7 separate regions of the Mus musculus genome follow, and all the other regions are linked to region 1. The links are chromatin contacts, called in public promoter capture Hi-C maps. All regions are on one chromosome and are shown on one strand. The core of a region is the stretch at or near the end of the contact, and the rest is flanking DNA. Distances in the headings are between cores, read along the strand shown. Region 1 holds the start of Rpl3 (ribosomal protein L3). Region 2 holds the start of Tob2 (transducer of ERBB2, 2). Region 3 holds the start of Kctd17 (potassium channel tetramerisation domain containing 17). Region 4 holds the start of L3mbtl2 (L3MBTL2 polycomb repressive complex 1 subunit). Region 5 holds the start of Rac2 (Rac family small GTPase 2). Region 6 holds the start of Elfn2 (leucine rich repeat and fibronectin type III, extracellular 2). Region 7 holds the start of St13 (suppression of tumorigenicity 13).

What was found. Promoter capture Hi-C pulls out the DNA fragments that hold promoters and counts their contacts. Capture Hi-C pulls out chosen DNA fragments and counts their contacts.
Region 2: a promoter capture Hi-C map of adipose tissue shows a contact between it and region 1. The contact joins the promoter of Tob2 here to the promoter of Rpl3 in region 1. A contact is called at or near these places in 5 of 39 promoter capture datasets (the C10 cell line, cranial neural crest, hippocampal neurons and 2 more), 1 of 115 datasets of contacts at active chromatin or transcription factors (pancreatic cancer cells) and 1 of 9 other capture datasets (adipose tissue).
Region 3: a promoter capture Hi-C map of liver shows a contact between it and region 1, with 2.4 times the contacts expected there. The contact joins the promoter of Kctd17 here to the promoter of Rpl3 in region 1.
Region 4: a promoter capture Hi-C map of pre-B cells shows a contact between it and region 1, with 2.1 times the contacts expected there. The contact joins the promoter of L3mbtl2 here to the promoter of Rpl3 in region 1. A contact is called at or near these places in 4 of 39 promoter capture datasets (cranial neural crest, embryonic stem cells, hippocampal neurons and 1 more) and 1 of 115 datasets of contacts at active chromatin or transcription factors (pancreatic cancer cells).
Region 5: a promoter capture Hi-C map of pre-B cells shows a contact between it and region 1, with 4 times the contacts expected there. The contact joins the promoter of Rac2 here to the promoter of Rpl3 in region 1. A contact is called at or near these places in 3 of 39 promoter capture datasets (liver and pre-B cells).
Region 6: a contact with region 1 is called in a promoter capture Hi-C map of liver, with 4 times the contacts expected there. The contact joins the promoter of Elfn2 here to the promoter of Rpl3 in region 1. A contact is called at or near these places in 2 of 39 promoter capture datasets (both in liver).
Region 7: a contact with region 1 is called in a promoter capture Hi-C map of pre-B cells, with 4 times the contacts expected there. The contact joins the promoter of St13 here to the promoter of Rpl3 in region 1. A contact is called at or near these places in 11 of 39 promoter capture datasets (the 3T3-L1 cell line, 3T3-L1-derived adipocytes, the C10 cell line and 6 more) and 3 of 115 datasets of contacts at active chromatin or transcription factors (embryonic stem cells, large pre-B cells and microglia).

The regions. Positions count from the first base shown.
Region 1 is chr15:80,082,125-80,084,674 of GRCm38.p6, forward strand. Rpl3 (ribosomal protein L3) reads right to left here and starts at 1,282. Exons shown (of 10, transcript NM_013762.2): 1 at 1,200-1,282; 2 at 266-458. The coding sequence starts at 1,202. Snord43 (small nucleolar RNA, C/D box 43) reads right to left here and starts at 782; the gene lies at 735-782.
Region 2 is chr15:81,857,054-81,859,603 of GRCm38.p6, forward strand. Tob2 (transducer of ERBB2, 2) reads right to left here and starts at 1,273. Exons shown (of 2, transcript NM_020507.3): 1 at 883-1,273.
Region 3 is chr15:78,427,283-78,429,832 of GRCm38.p6, forward strand. It overlaps Kctd17 (potassium channel tetramerisation domain containing 17), which reads left to right and starts at 1,282. Exons shown (of 8, transcript NM_001289671.1): 1 at 1,282-1,585. The coding sequence starts at 1,376.
Region 4 is chr15:81,662,626-81,665,175 of GRCm38.p6, forward strand. It overlaps L3mbtl2 (L3MBTL2 polycomb repressive complex 1 subunit), which reads left to right and starts at 1,264. Exons shown (of 17, transcript NM_145993.5): 1 at 1,264-1,399. The coding sequence starts at 1,376.
Region 5 is chr15:78,571,506-78,574,055 of GRCm38.p6, forward strand. It overlaps Rac2 (Rac family small GTPase 2), which reads right to left and starts at 1,278. Exons shown (of 7, transcript NM_009008.3): 1 at 1,106-1,278. The coding sequence starts at 1,140.
Region 6 is chr15:78,717,507-78,720,056 of GRCm38.p6, forward strand. It overlaps Elfn2 (leucine rich repeat and fibronectin type III, extracellular 2), which reads right to left and starts at 1,265. Exons shown (of 2, transcript NM_001358692.1): 1 at 898-1,265.
Region 7 is chr15:81,398,417-81,400,966 of GRCm38.p6, forward strand. It overlaps St13 (suppression of tumorigenicity 13), which reads right to left and starts at 1,278. Exons shown (of 12, transcript NM_133726.2): 1 at 1,069-1,278. The coding sequence starts at 1,178. It overlaps Xpnpep3 (X-prolyl aminopeptidase 3, mitochondrial), which reads left to right and starts at 1,722. Exons shown (of 10, transcript NM_001347075.1): 1 at 1,722-1,871. The coding sequence starts at 1,808.

The sequences.
Region 1 (2,550 bases), core at 32-2,531:
GAGTACCTAGGGTTGATAACAGGCACTGGCATGGAAACAACCAACTACCCCAACAGGACTCTGCACAGGAATCTGTGTTAAATTTCGCTAGGCCAAAACACTTCTAGGCTCCCTTAGTGTGGGCACTACCACACTAAGTCAGGCTTTGTTCTAGACTTACCACAAAGCACCCCAGGATGAAGCTATTGTGCTCCTTTGGGAATTTACTGTAACTACAGGCAAAATTACACACAGCCCAAGTTGGACAAGGAAGTACTGTACATACTAGATCCTGGCCTGTCAACTTCCCGGACGATGTGGGTCATGCCAGCCTTGTAACCCAGAAAGGCTGTGAGGTGAACGGGCTTGGAAGCGTCATCCTTAGGGAAGCTCTTCACTTTCCCACGATGCCGGCTGCTGCGCTTGCGAGGCAGGAAGCCCAAGGACCCATGCCTGGGAGCTGAGAATTTCCTGTGAGACTGAGGTAAAGGGAGAGATCACAACATTGCTCTCAGTCTTCCAATCAAGCCCAAAGGAGGGTTCCACATTTAAAGGAATTGTATCAGAGGACAGACTGCAATAAGACTTCAGCTTAATGCTTTTAGTTTCCATGCCTTTCAAACACAAAACAGCTTAGTTATACTAAAACCTCGATGGGTGAACTTTCAAGAGTATCCCATGTGACTAAATGGCAACATGGCGTATCAAGATGGAGTCTAATGCAAGTCGGCCTCAAACACTCCCTCCTAAAGCCAAATCAGAACTTGACATTCAGCACAGAGTTTCTGTCCGCCCGTCAAAAGGTTCATCATTTGTGGCTTCTGAGAACTCTAGAGATGCACCTTCCACTCTTATAACATTCCAAAATGGAGACCCGACCCGATTTGCCAAATTTCTCCACTTAACCAATGCATTCCTAAAGACCTGGGCCATCCCTACCAGACTGACCACTACCCTCGAATTAAGCACAAAACAGCCCATTCCATAAGTCCCTTAGGATTACGCTGATATCAAATGGGTCGCACACAGGCCCAGGCCGGTCCCACACACATCCTCCGTAAGGCCGTTAAGGTCCCTGAATTTCCGGACGGTCGCGGCCCTCACATCGATCCCCTATTACATCCTTTCAGGATTGGCGAGCCAGGGATGGCGCCGATGGGAGGTGAATACAAGCCAGGCCCACAGGAGACCAAGTTAGAAGGCAGCATGGCCATACGTACCATCTCGCCGCCACACGCCGCAGATAGAGAGCGACCAGGAGCCAGTGCAGGCTATATAAAGCCAAGTGATGGCTCCGCCCCCTGAGCGTGCGAACGTGTTGACGCATAGGCGTCGGGTCGAAGGGCGCGCATCGAATGTCATTTTACACACATTTTTCCCGCCCACTAGGATTGACAAATAGGGTCTACGGAGAATGATTGGGTTCAAGCTTAGCGAAACGCCTCGTCGACGCTGAGGTTTAGAATGTAAAGAACTACGGCGTTCTGCAGCAGCCAAATTTCATGATAATGAAGAAAAATGGAGGCATTGTGCTTCCTCTCACTTCTAGAACGGAATCACACAGGGCTAGTCCCACACAGCAACGAAAACAACGGCGTTGAAGCAGGCTTAGTGTGAGACAACTGACTGCGTTGTTCTCGTGAGCTCTTAAGATAGACTGAATGAAACTGCTCTTTTACCTAACCAGTGATTTTGATGTGATCACCAACATTGCTCTCAGTCTTCCAATCAAGCCATGCCTTTAATGCGCCATGATTTCGGGCACATCTCCCTCAAGTCCTGTCTCTGCCAATTCAGTCTCCAGATGTCATGTCCCGTTCATATTTTGTTCTTAATTTCAGATTTACAAATGTGTGAGGTTCCCCCCCCCCCGTGTGTACGAATGTGCGCCACGGGCGTGCGTGACATTTTCAGAAGTCAAACCGGGCTGGAGAGATGGCTCAGCAGTTAAGAACACCAACTGCACTTCCAGAGGTCCTGAGTTAAATTCCCAGTGACCACATGGTGGCTCATAGCCACCTGTACTGGGATTCGATGCCCTCTTCTGATGTGTCTGGAGACAGCGACAGTGTACTCATATACATAAAATAAAAATAAATCTTTAAAAAAAAATAAGGGCTTGAGAGATAGCTCAATGGTTAAGAGCACTGACTGTTCTTCCAGATATTCTGAGTTCAATTCCCAGCAACGATATTGTGGCCTATAACCATCTGTAATGGGATCAGGTGACCTCTATACTCATATATACACTAAATAAATAAATCTAAAAAAAAAAAAAAAAAAAGTCAAAATAGTGTCAGATCCCCCTGGACCGTTGTTAATGCTGTGAACTAGACCTGGGTCCCGTGGGATGACAAGTTTTCTTAACTTCTGAACCATCTCTCCAGATCAAGATTCTTAATGAATTTATTTTTCGAACAGCAACATAGGTTTATTAAAATTTAAAAAATAATTTCTGAAAGTGGAGGAGCGCCACTTAAGAATATCTTAAATAAGCTCTTTTTAATTTTATATTTATGAGTGCTTTCCTCATTTATGCACGTGCACCACATATGTGCAGTACCGGGGAGA
Region 2 (2,550 bases), core at 23-2,522, 1.8 Mb after region 1:
AGGGTGTTAAACCTCCCTAATCCTGCCTCCCACACCAGCTGTTTTCCCCAGTGCTTAAGTGAGGCATTGGGGGTAGGCGCTCAGGCAAGCAACAGGATTTTTATTGTTGTTAAGAAATCAAAGAGAAACCAAACCCACTCCCAGGCCAGGGTGGATAGGTTAGGGTGGATGGGGGGGGGGGGGGTAGGTTAGACACCGAACTGGCACCGGAAACCCTGTCTGCTGATCCCAAAGCCTGCTGTGTGAAGTTCTGGTTGCTCCCAGGGGAGGGGATGGCTTTTCCCTTTTCCCTCCTTAGATTTTTGGTCAAGGGCGGAGTACATCCCCCTCAGACAGAAGGGGAAGTTTAGGAATAGAAGAGATCAGACACAATTAATACACTATCCGACAGGCTCTTTGGGTACTTTTTTTTCCGCCTACACAAGTATATAAAGAGCTCAACCTGCAATGAGTTCTTGCTCGGCAACCCAAGGGCACTCTCCACTAACCGGCCCTGTCACCAAGAAGGGGATGTCCAAATTTCCCATCTCACAGGTTCCAAAGGGACAGAAACAGACTGTGTTAATAATCACCACCCCGCACACGTGAAAAGCAGCCGAAAAATAAAGATAGAATCCCCTCCCTTCCCATAATTTATTTAACTCTGGCCAGAGTTTGGTTTCTGGGGGGGGGGGGCAAGGAAAACATAACGAGTGAGGCGTGAATAAATGGGGAAGGAGGTCAAGGAGGAAACGCTCTCCGCTTAGGAGAGGGCCGCACTCGAAACTAGGTACCCCAGGATCAAAGAGAGTGATGGAGAGCGAAACAGGGGCGGATCCGGAGAGGGGCAGCAGGGGAGTGGACCAGTGTGGGCGTCCCCCGCCCGCAAGCCCGCGCACTCACTCGGGTCTCCACGAAGGGTCCGCTCTGCAGGCCGCGGGACGGAGGTCTCTCTCCCAGCTTCCCGGGCACCGCGAGGCTGAGGGCCACGGTGTCCTTTTACGTCGTTTGAGGGTAGAGAGGGACGAGGACCGAGCTCATGTGATTCTTTCCGCTGTTTTTGGAGGTCGAGCTCGGCGGCGACGGCGCGGGGATGGCGGACCCGAGGATGGCACCCGTCACGCGGTGGATGGAGGCCAGCCCTGGATGTACTCGTCTGGCAGGTCCTGTCCTTCTGGCCTCTCGGTTCCCACGACACTCAGTCTCAACGACCTGCACCTTCCCGCGCCTGGGCCCGAAGTGAGCAAAGTCAATGAAAAGTTTCACCCTCAGCAACCCTGCGCATGAATCTGCTTTCCCCACCCCTGCGTGATGCGTCCCTCCGCCCAGCCGGGGCGGGGCCGGGACTACTTTTCCTCCCTTGGCATCTTTAACCCCTCGCAGCCCAGTCGTAGGTTGGGATTCCAGGTTCTGCGGGAAGTGTAATAGCGATCTTCTCACCTTGTCTCCTCTAGACCCCTCCCTGCCACGTCCTCAGCGGGGCTGCTCACCCTCGGAATCCTTCTGAGCGCCTTAGCGCCGGATTTCTTCTCTTAAGACTCCAAAGCAGTCTGAGCTCGCCATGTACGTTTTTTTCTTTTTTTTTTAAACCGGTGTAGACCAACCCCGGGGAGGGTAGGGACAGACCTGGAACACAACAGGCCATTAGGAAGTAGCCTGGGACACAGTGGCTGTTGCTGGCATCACCGGGGCCCTGAGAACTCCAAACCCTAGCCCCAGCTCTCAAAGTTCCCTAAGACCTAGACGGCATGACTCTTCAGTTCTGACGGTCCCCGTGACTTGAACTCCCCGGTTCCGATTTGTTCATTCTGAATTTGGGGAGACAGTGGCACGATGCCACCTCCAGGAAGGTTCTGGATCTGAGTGTAGGCTAACCTGAGTTTACCAGTGTCGCCCTCCTGGTGGGGACGTGGAAGATCGAAGGGAAGGGAAGGGTGCAAGAAGATCGAGGGTTAGAAAAAAGAGCGGAGCACCGGTTAGTCATGCACTCCCAGCCCGGAAAGTTGGGTCCCAAACACCATAATAGGGCTGGCCACGCGCGACCGCCGCCCCTCTGCTGAGGTCCTCGAGCTCTCTGGAGCAGGTTACCCACGCACAGGAGAGCATGAGAGCCGCGCTCCTTCTAGCAATAGTCGCAGAAGAAGCGCCAGCCCTGGCAAGGTGAGCAGGGTGTTCATTAAGCCCGACAGCACCCGGCGGCGGCGAAGCGAGGCGCACCCGGGCCCGGATTTTGGTCACGCTTTTTCTACTCTGTGGCTTTGTGACAGTGCAGGCTCAGCGATGAGGGGGTCTAGGATCTGTGGCGGGTTGAAACCCTAGGAGAACTGGACTATCAGACTAGGCTGGAGGACCGCTGGCCTTGTGTACAGTTCCCCTAGCCCCCGCCTTAGTTCGCCTATTTTCCAATTCAACAACCCCTCCTCTTCTTCTTTTTTTTTTTTCTTGGGGGGGGGGGTTCGAGACAGGGTTTCTCTGTATAGCTCTGACTGTCGTGGAACTCACTTTGTAGACCAGGCTGGCCTCGAACTCAGAAATCAGCCTGCCTCTGTCTCCCGAGTGCTGGGATTAAAG
Region 3 (2,550 bases), core at 32-2,531, 1.7 Mb before region 1:
TGATTACATTAATTGATGTGGGAAGACACAGCCCACTGTGGGAGACACCATTCCCTAGGCTTCAGCCCAGGACGGTGTAAGAGTGGAGACAGTGAGCTGAGTACAAGCATACATTTGTTCTCTCTCTGCTCTTGATTGTGGATGTGGCTAGCTGCCTCGAGGTCCTGGAACCTAGACTTCCCTATAGCAAAGAGCTCATATGGAATTATGAGCCAAATAAACCATTTTCTTCCTACGTTAGCTTTTGGCAGGATGTTAATATTACATCAACAGAAAGTGAAACTAGGCCATCCCTAAGTCAGGTCTTTTTGTACCTGCTGTGTTGTCCTAAAAGGAACAACTGTCCTCAGGAACTCACTGAACAGTGGGGTGAGAACAGCAGTGACCATGTCCCCCAAACAGGATCCTCCCCCTCCCCTGTTTCCTCTCCATTCTGCTAGCCCAGCAATCACCTTGAATGCCAATGCTAGAGTGACCATTTCCAAACCCTAAGCCCATTCCTCCTTTGCTGAGAGCTTTGGAGCCTCCCCAGTCCTGCTGCACACCCCACACTCCCATCAAGGAAAGGCATCTGGGGGGCCTGGGCATCTCAGCATCATGGGGGAGGGGGCTATTCTAAAACTCCCCTTCCCCACTTTGTAGAGCCGATCCATGCCTCATCTCCAAGCTTCAGGTCAAGCACATATGGAAGCCAAGTGGCACCAGAGAAGCCAGTACCTGAACTTCATCTTCTGAACGTTCACTCTTTAAGCAGACTCCGTAGCATTCAGACTAGACCAAGACTGGCATCCAGAGCAACCCGGCAGGGATGCAGGAAGCTTAAAGGAGTCATATGTATGCTCACACAGCTTCTGGCACACAGAAACGTTCAGCCAGCCCTAAGCCCAACTACATATCCTCAAAGAATTTAGGAAGAGGTGGTGACTATACCTCATCCCCGTGGTCTTTGCCACACACGGGACAAAAAAGAAACACTGCTGATGTGGCTCATGCACGCATATGCACACACGCACATGCTCACACACAGGCGCGTGCGCCTATTTTTAAAAGTAGGTTCAGGTAAATATAGGAATTTCTGGAGGAAGAAAGTTCTTCTCAGGTCAGGTATTCCTCAGCTGGGGCCCCCGTACAAAGCAGAACAAATGGGGGGGGATAGCCAATGAGGAAATCACTGTTTTCGCAGGGCCTTCTGCAAACCAAGCAGTCTGGCCACACGGAGAGACCAGATGATAGATCACCAAGAAAGGCAATGTGGGGCGGGACGTGCTGTCCGAGCAACACCAGGACAAGCGCAGAGCATCCCAGCCCTGGCTCCAGACTACAGCTCCCGGCATGCCCTGCACCTGGTACTCGCCCGCGGCGTGCGGAGGGAAGGATGCAGACAACGCGGCCGGCGATGAGGATGGAGGCCGGGGAGGCAGCGCCACCGGTGGGGGCGGGCGGCCGCCCCGGGGGCGGCTGGGGCAAGTGGGTGCGGCTGAACGTGGGGGGCACGGTGTTCCTGACCACCCGCCAGACGCTGTGTCGGGAGCAGAAGTCCTTCCTCAGCCGCCTGTGTCAGGGCGAAGAGCTTCAATCGGACAGGGTGAGCCCTGAGCCCGCTGACAGGGGGGTCCTGGCCCCGCGCTCCCGGGCTGTCCCGCCTGCGCGTCCCTCGGCCTCTGGCTTTCCTAGGATTCTGAGGCGGGGAGCCGAGGCAGGAGGAGGGGGAGGAAGAGGAGCCGAGAGGAATAGCTATACCCATTGCCGTGGCAACGGGACAGCACAGGCCGCAGCCATTTAGAGCTTTGGAGAGCTGCCCCAGATCCGGGACGCTTCCTTACTGTGGAGCGCTGGGGAGGGACCAACAAACCGGGCCTGCCTTACTGCCCTGGCTGACTCTTAAAGGAGTTGATGCGGCTGCTTCTCCCCGCCCTTAGGGTGTGGGCAGCTGAAGGGTACAAGGAACTAGATGGAGGAGGCCTGGGTGTCTTGGAGCTGGGCTTAATGTAGGGAAGAGCACTGGCTTTGGAGCTATCACTTGTGGGCTCACCCTGCTCTCCTGCCAAATTCCCAAATGACCAGGGAGGAATCGGGAGGAGAGGGGAACTTCCCTGCTCTCTGACTTTGGCCTCCTAGTGTGCAAGGCCTCTGGAGTTGGCTTGTCAAAGTCCCCTGTCCCCCATTCTGTGGCCCTCTTACACTGTGCCCTTGGGTGAGTCCCCTGTCCCTTGATGTCTCCGTCTTCTGTGCTGGGTTGTCCAGATCCCAGTCCTCCCTGCAGGCTGCACTTGTCCAATCAGAGTGCAGCTTCTTTGGAAACTTGCAAACATCTAGTGAATAGTGGGGTTGGCTGGGGGTGGGGGTGGGCGCGGTACACAGCCTCCAAGAGGGAAACTTTCCTAAGAGGGAAATTCACTGGGTCCTGTGCTGAGAGAGAGGTAAGGGGCCACTCAGGAATCCGGTCACCCTCTATACTCACATCTAATCCTCTGACTATGGGAGAAAGAAGCAACGCTCCAGAGGCCAGATGATTGGCTCAAGGTCACACAGCCTGGAAAAGGCAGAGGC
Region 4 (2,550 bases), core at 14-2,513, 1.6 Mb after region 1:
TCCTGAGAACCCAGGATGGGAAGGAGTAGTTCTATAGGGGACTCAATCCACATGTATACTCCAGTTGGCAAAAGCGTTGACTTCAGGTGTCTTCTTCAATCTCTTGCTATCCACTGTATCGCTGCTGGCTGGTCAGCAGGCCATGGGAATCCTTCTGTGTCTGCTTACCTAGTGCTGGGATCACAGGCATGCTCTGTCATGCACTGGGGGGCAAAACTCAGCTTTCCATGCTCTGGCTGTACTCACTTACAGGCTGAGTCATCTCTCCTAGATTTAAGGTTATAACATCTATCCGTATAATTTATTTGTGGATATGGGGGTTTTGCTGAATGCATATGTATGGACCATGTTAGTGCTTGGCGTCATCAGAGGCCAGAAGAGAAAGTAGGATCCACTATAACTGGGTTTATAGAATTTTGTGAGTTGTTCTGGGTTCTGGGAATCAAACCTGGTACCTCTGGAAAAGTGGCCAGTAACCACTGAACCATTTCTCCAGTCCAAGGCTTTTTTTTCCCCATTTATTTATTTAGCTTGTGTGTTTGTTTTATGTGCGTGACACAAAGGTCAGGACAACTTTGTGAGTAGCTTTTTGACTTCCAGGTTTATGTTGTGGCTCAGAGATTTGAACTCAGGTAGAAAGGCTCATGGAACAAGATCCTTCACCTACTAAACCATCTCATAAGCCCCAGCGAGCAGACGGACATAGAGTTTAAGAATATTCCTGTTCCTGTCTGAATTGAAAGAGGGATTAGGCATTTCTGCTAGGCATTCCTGTCCAAGAGCACCTTTACTTCCTACCTGGGGAGAGTGTGAATTTTTGTCTGGGGCCCCTGGGGAGAGTGCGAATTTTTGTGTGTGTGGGGGGGGGGCTGGCACGTCCAATCCCTTGTGCTCAGATGGTTTGAAATTTGACTAAGAAAGGACAAAAACAAAAAACAAAAAAACCCGCCGGGCGTGGTGGCGCATGCCTTTAATCCCAGCACTTGGGAGGCAGAGGCAGGCGGATTTCTGAGTTCGAGGCCAGCCTGGTCTACAGAGTGAGTTCTAGGACAGCCAGGACTATACAGAGAAACCCTGTCTCTGAAAAAACAACAACAAAACCCTAGAAGTACCCTTCAGGAGATTTCGCATTACTAAGGCAACGACCCTTTTCGTGCACCCAGGAGAAAACTACAACTCCCCTAATCCTCACGGCTACCCAGCCCCTCCTTAATGGAGGCGGGGCGCGGGCGAGCGCGGAACCGGCTTCCTATTTCCTGCGGCATGATTGGCCCGCAGCTCGGGCGCAGCAGCCAATGAGCACACTCTCGGAGAGCGGCGAGGGCAATATGGCTTCCTGCACCTGGTGACGGTTGAGGGAATTGAATTTGGTATCATGGAGAAACCGCGGGGCACTGAGGTAAGAGGGAAAGGGCTCAGCCCAAGCGGGAAGGGGAGCCCCAAACGCCTCGCTCGGCGGACGCGCCGTTTTAGCGATGTCTTAGTGGTGGACAGTTGCAGGATTGGTAAACTGAGGTACGGAGCTTAGCCTCGGCCAGAGGCCCCCGAGGTTCCTTTTGGTCTGGTGACGAAGGAAGGATGGCAACGCCTCCCTAGCCAGGGGCAGGGAAACTGGGCTCTGAACTTTGTCTTGGTTTCATGGTTCTGAGCTTTAGGATCGTGCGGCCTGTCCCTTCCACGCGGGAAGTGAAGGGAGGAAGATCGGAGTTGATTCCTACTCCACGCTGGGAGCGTTCACGTGCTGGTCTCCCCGTACGCTCACAGCCATCTTCTTTAGGGAGGGATTAAAACAGCCCTCTGGGTCGACACAGCTGCAAAGTGCAAGAGGTTGTCACCAAGTACGTCAGTTTCCAAAACTGCGTTACGCTTTTTCCGTGGTACCGCAGCCGGTGACCCACCGCACCTTGCATTTGAAGTCTCTTGCCGTTTCCTAGCGGTAATAATTGCTAAGCTTTATTGAGCACTGTTGAGTGTTTTACGTTTATCATCCCTTCCCAAAATATTATTAAATAGTGGTGTTGTCTTTATTTGGTGGAAACCGAGGCAGTGCATTTGACTCGCTGTGCATCGTACAGCTAGGAAGCACTAGAGATCGTATTTGAACCTTGGCCCAAAGCGTCATTCTCTTTACCTCTGTCTTGCCCAACAAGCTAGGCACGTTTTTTCCTATTACAAGCTAGGTACGTTTTTATGTAGCATTTCATCGCTACCTCACATTCTGTGAGCCAACAGCTGTCGTGGATGAGAAAATTGTCCCACAGACCTTAAGTGACTTGCCCCAGGATCAGTAGCTGATTTCAATCAGAGCTCAACTCACGGCTGTGGTCCATACCACCATACAATTAGTCATCTGACTCAAAGCCTCCTTGGGATAGCCTGGGTCTCAATTTTCTCAGTCTTTTTTTCTTTTCCCTGTTTTCCTTTAAGGAAGAAAACAGGTTTATTGGATACATTGCAAGGAGCAGTGGTCTAGGCAGCAGCAAGAGGGCCTGGCAGTCTTAAATTTGTTTCTGAGTTGAGATCATTTGGATGTACATATACAGAAGAGGG
Region 5 (2,550 bases), core at 28-2,527, 1.5 Mb before region 1:
TGGAGATGACCACCATTTAAGCTATCTCCCTGCCAAGCTGGGAGGTCACCCAGGTCATTCAGCAGGAAGCTGAGAGGCCAGAGGGACAGCTCCGGGCCTTCCCCAGTACAATTCCGTTAAGTCACTTCCCACTCGAGGAGGTTGCTCTGCTGTCCCTGCCCCCTAAACCTCTGCCCTCAAGCCCCAGCCTGCCACCCAGGTAACTTTGAATGCATAGAATCATTGACTTCCGGCCCTCCGTGTCCGCCCCCTCCTCCCCCAGATCAGACACAAAGCAGAAGTGAGCAGAGCAGCTGCCACAGATAACGGCTGACACCCTAGCGCGGTGGCGGCTGCAGCAGCGACCAAGTCGGACCTAGTCAGCTGAGGAGGTAGATAGCCTATGCCACCAGCAGAGCCAAAGTGTGTGTGACCTTGGGACCTAAGCCAGGAAAGGTCTCCAGGCCTCAGCCCCTCCCCGTTTCGAACTGAAGATGGCTGTCTAGTACATGTGAGGATGGATCTAGCGGGACCCAAGATAGACTTGAGGACTGCACCCTAATGTGTCGGAATATATGGGAGACACATGAAGAAACTCAGGCCTTGGGTTATGAGAGCCTGTGGTCCCAAGATCTGACAATGACTATCAGACTTTAGCAGGGCTGCAGCCAGCCTGCCCTCTGGAGTCCTTAAGAGCAGAGGCTGGACTGAGAGTCAGAAAGCTTGGAGATTGCCAGAAGTCCCCTAGGCCCAGCAAGACAGCAACTAGAGCCTGGGCCAGCCTGGGAAACAAAGGTCCGAAGGGCAAGCTGCTGATTTCCCTCCTCGTACCTGTACCCTGAACTGATGCTGGCCCGGTAGGAGCCCTGTCCCAGCTCTCAGGGTACAGGCAAATAGCAGCACCCCACCCACAGTCCAGGCCCTCCACCCAAGTAGCTTCCGGAGTGGGGTAGGCTGAAGGACAGGGAGCAGTCCAGACCCACCCCAAATGTTCCTTGTAAGCCCTTACAAGGAAAGGAAGCGACTTTCCCCAGAACCTCCTGGGAGCCCTGAATCTGTGGGTGTACCAGGGAGGATCTCAGAGGCATCCTGGTAGGGGTGGGAGACAACTCAGCCAGGTACTTACCCATCACCCACCACCACACACTTGATGGCCTGCATTGCATCTGAGGCCCAGCAGCCAGGGATGACAGTTGGGGGCCAGGAGCGTTGCTGTGGACACCAGTGGTATGGAGTGGCTAGGAGGTACCCGGCAGTGAGGAGCAGCACCCCAGCTCAAGAGGCGGGAGGAAACGGAAGAGGAACTTACCCAAGCTGCTGCCCCACAGCCTTGAGGGGGTGGAGCATGCGGTCTGGAAGAGGACCTGGGGCCCCACAGGTGCTAGGTTGGGCCCAGGCCACCAAGGGCACTTGACTTAGGCTCCAAAGGGAACCCAGGCACCCTAGAGAATTGAAGATTCACTTCCTAAGCCAGGGCAGGGACAAAGTTGCTCTCGAAGAATCTGCATCCTCCAAGAAGTCAGTTGGCCTGACTCCCATGGGCAAACACTTGAGTGCCTACTGTGTATCAGGCATTGTGTTGGGAGCTGGTGACTCTAAAATGCAGGAAGCCAGGTTGTCCTGGAGTTCCTGCTCTGTAGAGAAGGCAAACCACACCACAGGTGCTGTGAGCAAGGCAGGAGACATGGGCCAAGGGAGAGCTACAGAGTGACCTCAGAGTCACCAGCAGGGAAAACTGGTGGCTATGACGTGTGATGTCAAACAAAGTTGGCCCGGGGGGGGGGGGTGCTGCCTAAGCAAGGGCCAGTGTGTAGAGAGAAGGCAAAGGAGGGGGAGGGAAAGAGAGAAGGGAAGAGGTAGAGGAGAGGGGAGAAAAGGAGGAAGGGGAGGAAGGGGGGAAATTGGGAGGGGAGGAAGTGGAGGAAAAGGGGGAGGAGGAGGAAGGAGAGGAGGGAGGATAGGGAAAAGGGAAGGAGTTGGAAGAGAAGGAAGAAGAGGAGTAGTGAGAGGAGGAGGAGGAGGAGGAGGAGTGAGAGGAGGAGGAGGAGGAGGAGGAGGAGGAGGAGGAGGAGGAGGAGGAGGAGGAGGAGGAGGAGGAAGAGTCAGGGACAGATGCAGTAGAGCAAGCTGGTAGAAGTTTGGCAAGTCCAAACCTTCTCACAGCATGGTGCAATCTAAGCTTTCAGGAAGCTGAGACAAAGGGATTGCTGGGAGCTTGAGTCCAGGATTCAGAGTGAGAGTTCCAAGGCAGCCAGAGCCATCGAGCGATACAGCAAGATCCTAGCTGGGAAACCACTCCAAACCGAAAATCCTACCTACAAACTGTCGTAGGCTTCTTGCCGTTTTGATGATATCAACTACACTCGCCTTGTGTTGGGCATTTGTGTTTATAAGTGTTTGGTTGGGTGTTTGTGTTTGCAGGTGTTTTGTTGGGCATTTGTGTTTTTAGTTGTTTATTGGACTTTTGGGTTTCCTATTACACAAGTTACTATTTGTGTATTTGTCCATTTCTCTACTGGAGTATTTTTTCCCCTCATATTTATTTGGAGAAGTTCGGTGTTTGATTTTTCA
Region 6 (2,550 bases), core at 15-2,514, 1.4 Mb before region 1:
AGAGAGACGCACACAGGCACATACAGACACACAGACACATACAAGCTCTCTCCCCTCCAAATATTCCAAGGAAGCCCTGCTGAGCCACAGATTGTGTGTGTGTCTGTGTGGCAATGGGGGTCTATCCTGAGTCAATACACATCCTTTCCACATGCATATACCACCCCACCAGCCAACACACCCACCCTCTACCCCCTCCTAGCCAGTAGCAGTACACACACACACACACACACACACACACACCACTAGGCAATGGTGGGGCTCAGTCAGAGCTGCAGTCTGTCCGTTTATGCTGGTGCTTCTGTCCCACACCAGCCCTGCCGAGGGGAAAAAAATCCAAGTCCTTGCAAGGGTCCCAGCATACCCTAACTCTGGTCCCCCTACTACATTCACAGTGCCCCTGAGAGATAGGGGGCAAGTCGAAAGCCGGTCCCTTCCCCCTGGGCTAGAGATCTAGCCACCCTGTGAAGCCCCCCTTACCAGTGAGATGAATTCCTTGACCCGCCACGACTCAGTGAAAAGCGGGCCGGAGCTCTGGTTCGCCAAAATGGGGGCCAGAGAGGTGCGGCGTGGTACTGGCTAGCAAAACCCTGCTCAAGCTTCTGCATCACCACCGCGAAAATGTTCACCTCGACGCTCGTCCTCCCTGCCCTCCCACCACGCCTCCGCCCAGCCTCTCCCCCACCACCTTGCGCAGGGTGGTCCCTTGGGGGTCTTATGGGGGATCCCCAGACCAAGAAGAACCAAGAAGAGTGGCTCTCCCTGCCTCATCCTCCCCTCCCAGGTCCCTTTCCAAGCCCCACCCCCGCTGGCGGCCAGGGAGCCCTCAGCTCAGCCTGGATTCCCGGGGTCCCCGCCAGCCGCCTGCAGCACTCGGATCCGGAGGAATCCACTCACCTCCAGTCCTGACTGGGATCCGAGCGGGATGCCACCACCTCCCGGCAGCGGCTGCTGCGGGGCCTGCGCCGGAGAGCGAGCGTGAGCGCGGGTGCGAGTGTGCGCGGCGGCCGGCCGTGGCTCTGTGCGTGTCGTGTGTCTGTGGCGTGGCCCGGGCGTGTGTGTCTGTGAGCGTGCGTGTGCGCGCAGACACTGCCACCCCCGCCTCCCGCCGCGTAGGGCTGCTGCCCGCAGAGGGCCCGGGTGCTGGGCGGAGGACCTCAGGGGCTGGCGATCACTGCGTCTGTCGGTCCGTCCGGCTCTGTAGCCAGATCCCTTCACAGGCCTCTCTCCGCTGCAGACCCTCCCGCCCCTCCGCCGTCTGCTTCCACGGCCACAAGCGCGCTCCCAGACACACGCCACGGGGCGGGGGCCGCGCTGGGCTCTGGCGCTACTGCAGCTGCAGCGCCCTGTGAGGTGGCTGCACCGCGGACCGCCAAGCCCCGGGCACCCGCCGAGCGCGCCCCCCGGCCCCGCCCCACCTCGGCCACCTCTCTCCGGGCTATGTCTCAGTTCACCCCACCACCGCCTCCTCCAGCTCATTCAACAGCTGGAGGCAAAGTTGCCCCGGGTGCAGCGCCCTGCTCGAGGACAATCTCATCCCCAACCCCGCTTCCCCCCTTCCCATGCCCGAGCACCCCTTTCCGCCTGCGCCCTGACCCGGTGTTCCGCGTGTAACCACTGGAGAGCACTGCGGTGGAGCTGCTGCGTTCCCATTTTGCAGGCGGGACAGCTGAGGCGGGTGAGCAGAGTGCTTGCCCAAAGTTTATACAGCGAGTCCGAGTCCGTGGAGTCTCCCAATTCTCCCTGCCTCCAAACCAAGGCATTTGGCTACCCCTCGCTGCCTTACCCCATCCCCGGGAGCATATTGGGCTCTGTGGCCACAAAGAGAAACTTCCTAAGGCCTTCCTGGCCACAGCTTAAGCTCCGCTTCAAACACAGACACCACCACCATCACCACCACCACCACCACCTGCAAGGGAGTCTCCCTGCAAGGCAGCGGTAGTTGAGGCTCTGCACCCGAAGCTGGGCACACAAGCAGCTGGTGGGAGTCTGGGCTGATGTCAGGAGTCTCCTCCAGCCGTTGTGACCCGCCAACCCAGACAGTTGAGCTCTGCCGCCGCCAGACTTTGTGCTTCGCAATCACTTTTCCGGGCCGCATTCACCAGAGCCTGTCCTCAGGTGGTGCACAGCGACTCAGCCCGGCTGCTGGAACTCCTAACAGGCCTGGGCTGAGTCTGGACAGATGAATGGGAGCTGATGGGTAGGAGTTGCTCAGCTGAAGGAAGTGGAGAAGGGTATCCCAGACTGCGGGAACGACATGTGCAAAGTCACAGAGGCGGAAAGCATCCTGGTGTACTTAGTACAGAGGGACCCGTGGAGTTGGGTAGCACTAGAGCAGAAAGAAATGCTGTACAAAATCGCCTCGCTCTTGTCATCCGAGGACAGGAAAGTAGCCCAGGATAGGACCAGAAGGGTAGATAAGCGCTGAGACCCAGGCCACCTGTTATGTCACAATTTAGAGAGACTGTGGGGTGTCTCACCTCTAAGCCTCCCGACCTGTACCTTTTTGAGTGGCAGGCGCATTTCTTCCTACCCATCCTTCAGATCTTC
Region 7 (2,550 bases), core at 28-2,527, 1.3 Mb after region 1:
TCAGAAAGGCTGATTTACCAGAAGATATGCAAAAAGCTTGGAATAATTATCTTTAAAGAAGTAAAGTGCTTATACAGTCCCTGAGTCCTTCACTCCACACAGTTGCTTTCAGACCTTCATGGCTCAGCCTGCTTGTTTTTTCTAAGTTCTAATTGAAAAATATATAAAACTTTACTTTTCCCCATCTCTTTTTTTTTTATATTAACCAAAGACCCTAAACATGCACTTTCTCTGAAGACCGACCCTCCCCCATTTCTACAAGTGCTGGTGAGCTTCCATTGCTGACCCTAATTCAGAAAGCATGACTTAACATCCTCCCTCCCCTTGGCAGCTGTAGAGATTTAGTTTGTTTGTACTGTTGCGTTTTTCACCCTCAAATTCTAATGGTGCCTAAGCTTTCTTCTAATTCTGTCTTTAAAATCTTTTATCAACGAGACTAAAACAACAAAAAGGAGAAACCAATTCCCCAGTAATACTGTTTCCCAGCAGCTGGCACAACAATCATAGTACGCAGGCGAAATACTCTCCAGTTAGTCCTGCAAGCACACTGGTCTTTGAAGGAAAAAAAAAAATTCCTAAAGTAGCTGAAGTGACAGCGCTACAACTAACGTGGGTATAAATAATTCCCAACAAAATTCCATGCAATTAAAATCGTTGTAAGGCCAAGTACAGATAACTGAAGTTATAGAATAAATAAGTTACCACTATTAATATTTTAAACGACACATGGGTCAATGCGACTTAAACAAGACGCCAGGTTCAAGAAAAACAATCCCTTAGTAAAAGCTTTGTCTTCGTTCGCGCATTATTTCCACTGCTCAAATATTCACAACCCAAACACACCCCCATAAAGACTTAACTGCGGGGGGTGGGGGGGAACCAACTCTAACCTCTGCTTTTCCACCCCTAAGTTGCCCAACGCTCCAGATCCCTCCGAGAACCTCTCGAAGCCACTAAGAGCCACGAAGGGGCCTAGAACCGCTCCCCTCCTCCCTACGCCAGCTCGGGGCCCACTCCCCAACCCCCAACTTTCCGTCCCCAACGGTCCACGGGGCCCAGGGCTCTCACCTCTCCACCCACTCCCTCAGGAAGCGCATTTCCTCGGTGTGCAGGACGCTCGGGTCCTGCCTACACATCTTCACGAAGGCCCGAAGCTCGCTCACTTTGCGGGGATCCATGGTGGGAGGCTGGAAGCTGAAGGCGGTGGGCGGCTGCGGAGGCACGATGCCAGGCCCGGGAGCGGCTCAACGTGACCAAGTGGAAGGGGGCGGCTGCCGCGAGGCAGAACAGACTAGAACCTCCCCGGCCGCTGGCTCCTCCCCCCCAACGGCCTCGTGACCCCGGGCCTTCGCTCGCTCATTCCCACTCCTACCTCTGGACCTGTGCTCCGCCTAGAACCTTCTAGAAGTGTAGCTGCCCGTGACAATGCCTGCTTCGATCGGCGAACAGTCTCACTCGGATTCTTTCCTCTGACCTAATTCCCCGGGATGGATGAAGGACCTTGTGTCTGTGCGCTTTCAAGCGGGACATAGGGAGACATTTGGAATAAGATATTTCTTCTGTGAAGATGGGCATTAAGCAGAACGAGACGCCGCATGGAGGAGGGGGGAAAATAAATAAATGCCCGTGGGGCCGGCGCGCCCAAAACCTAGCCGAGTGACGTCACTGCTCTGCGCCGCCCCGGGAAGAAAGCCCGCGAGCCGCGCCTGCCGGAAGGGGCCGAGCAGTTGACTGGTTTCCTGGCGACGCGGCTGTGCTAGTGGCTTTCCCCAGAGTTTGTACTTTTCCTGACCAGTGGTTACAGGCCATGCCGTCTCTGCTCTCAACCCCCAAGCTGGCTCCCGTTCTAGCAAGGCTCCGCGGCCTCTCAGGTTAGAGTCTTTCCTGCCGGCGTCCCCTTCAGGTTCTTCCTTTGGAGAAAGCCTAAAGCAGCCCAAAGAGCTACAAGTTGATGATCCGTGGTTCTTCACCAATCGGCACCTGATCCCCCCTCACCACCCACGGATTTTTCTTTTGATCGATTGCTCTGGGAAAGAGTGGGCTTTAGGTTCTGTTATTCTGGGAAAGCTGGAGTGACTGAAGAGGAGGGAACTCCAAGGGATTGTCTTCAAAGTTACTCGAATTCTAAATTGGTAGCTTTTATCATCACACTTGACTAAATTGTTTAATGTCAAGTAGCGTGTGTGTGTGTGTTAGGTCAGGGTAAATCTTTCGCCTTTTCATAGGTTTCATCGGAGAGCTAGCTCAAAAGATAGAGCCGGGCTGTGGTGGCGCACGCCTTTAATCCCAGCACTTGGGAGGCAGAGGCAGGCGGATTTCTGAGTTCGAGGCCAGCCTGATCCAAATACAGAGTGAGTTCCAGGACAGCCAGGACTATACAGAGAAACCCTGTCTCGAAAAGAGAGAGAGAGAGAGAGAGAGAGAGAGAAAGAGAGAGAAGAAACACGTCTAGAAACAAATGCTTTGTGCAATTCAGTTTGTAAAGAACTAAGCGAGGGACGTGCCTAAGTCTTACATAAACAGTCAAGGTGATAGAGCACGGAGAATGTG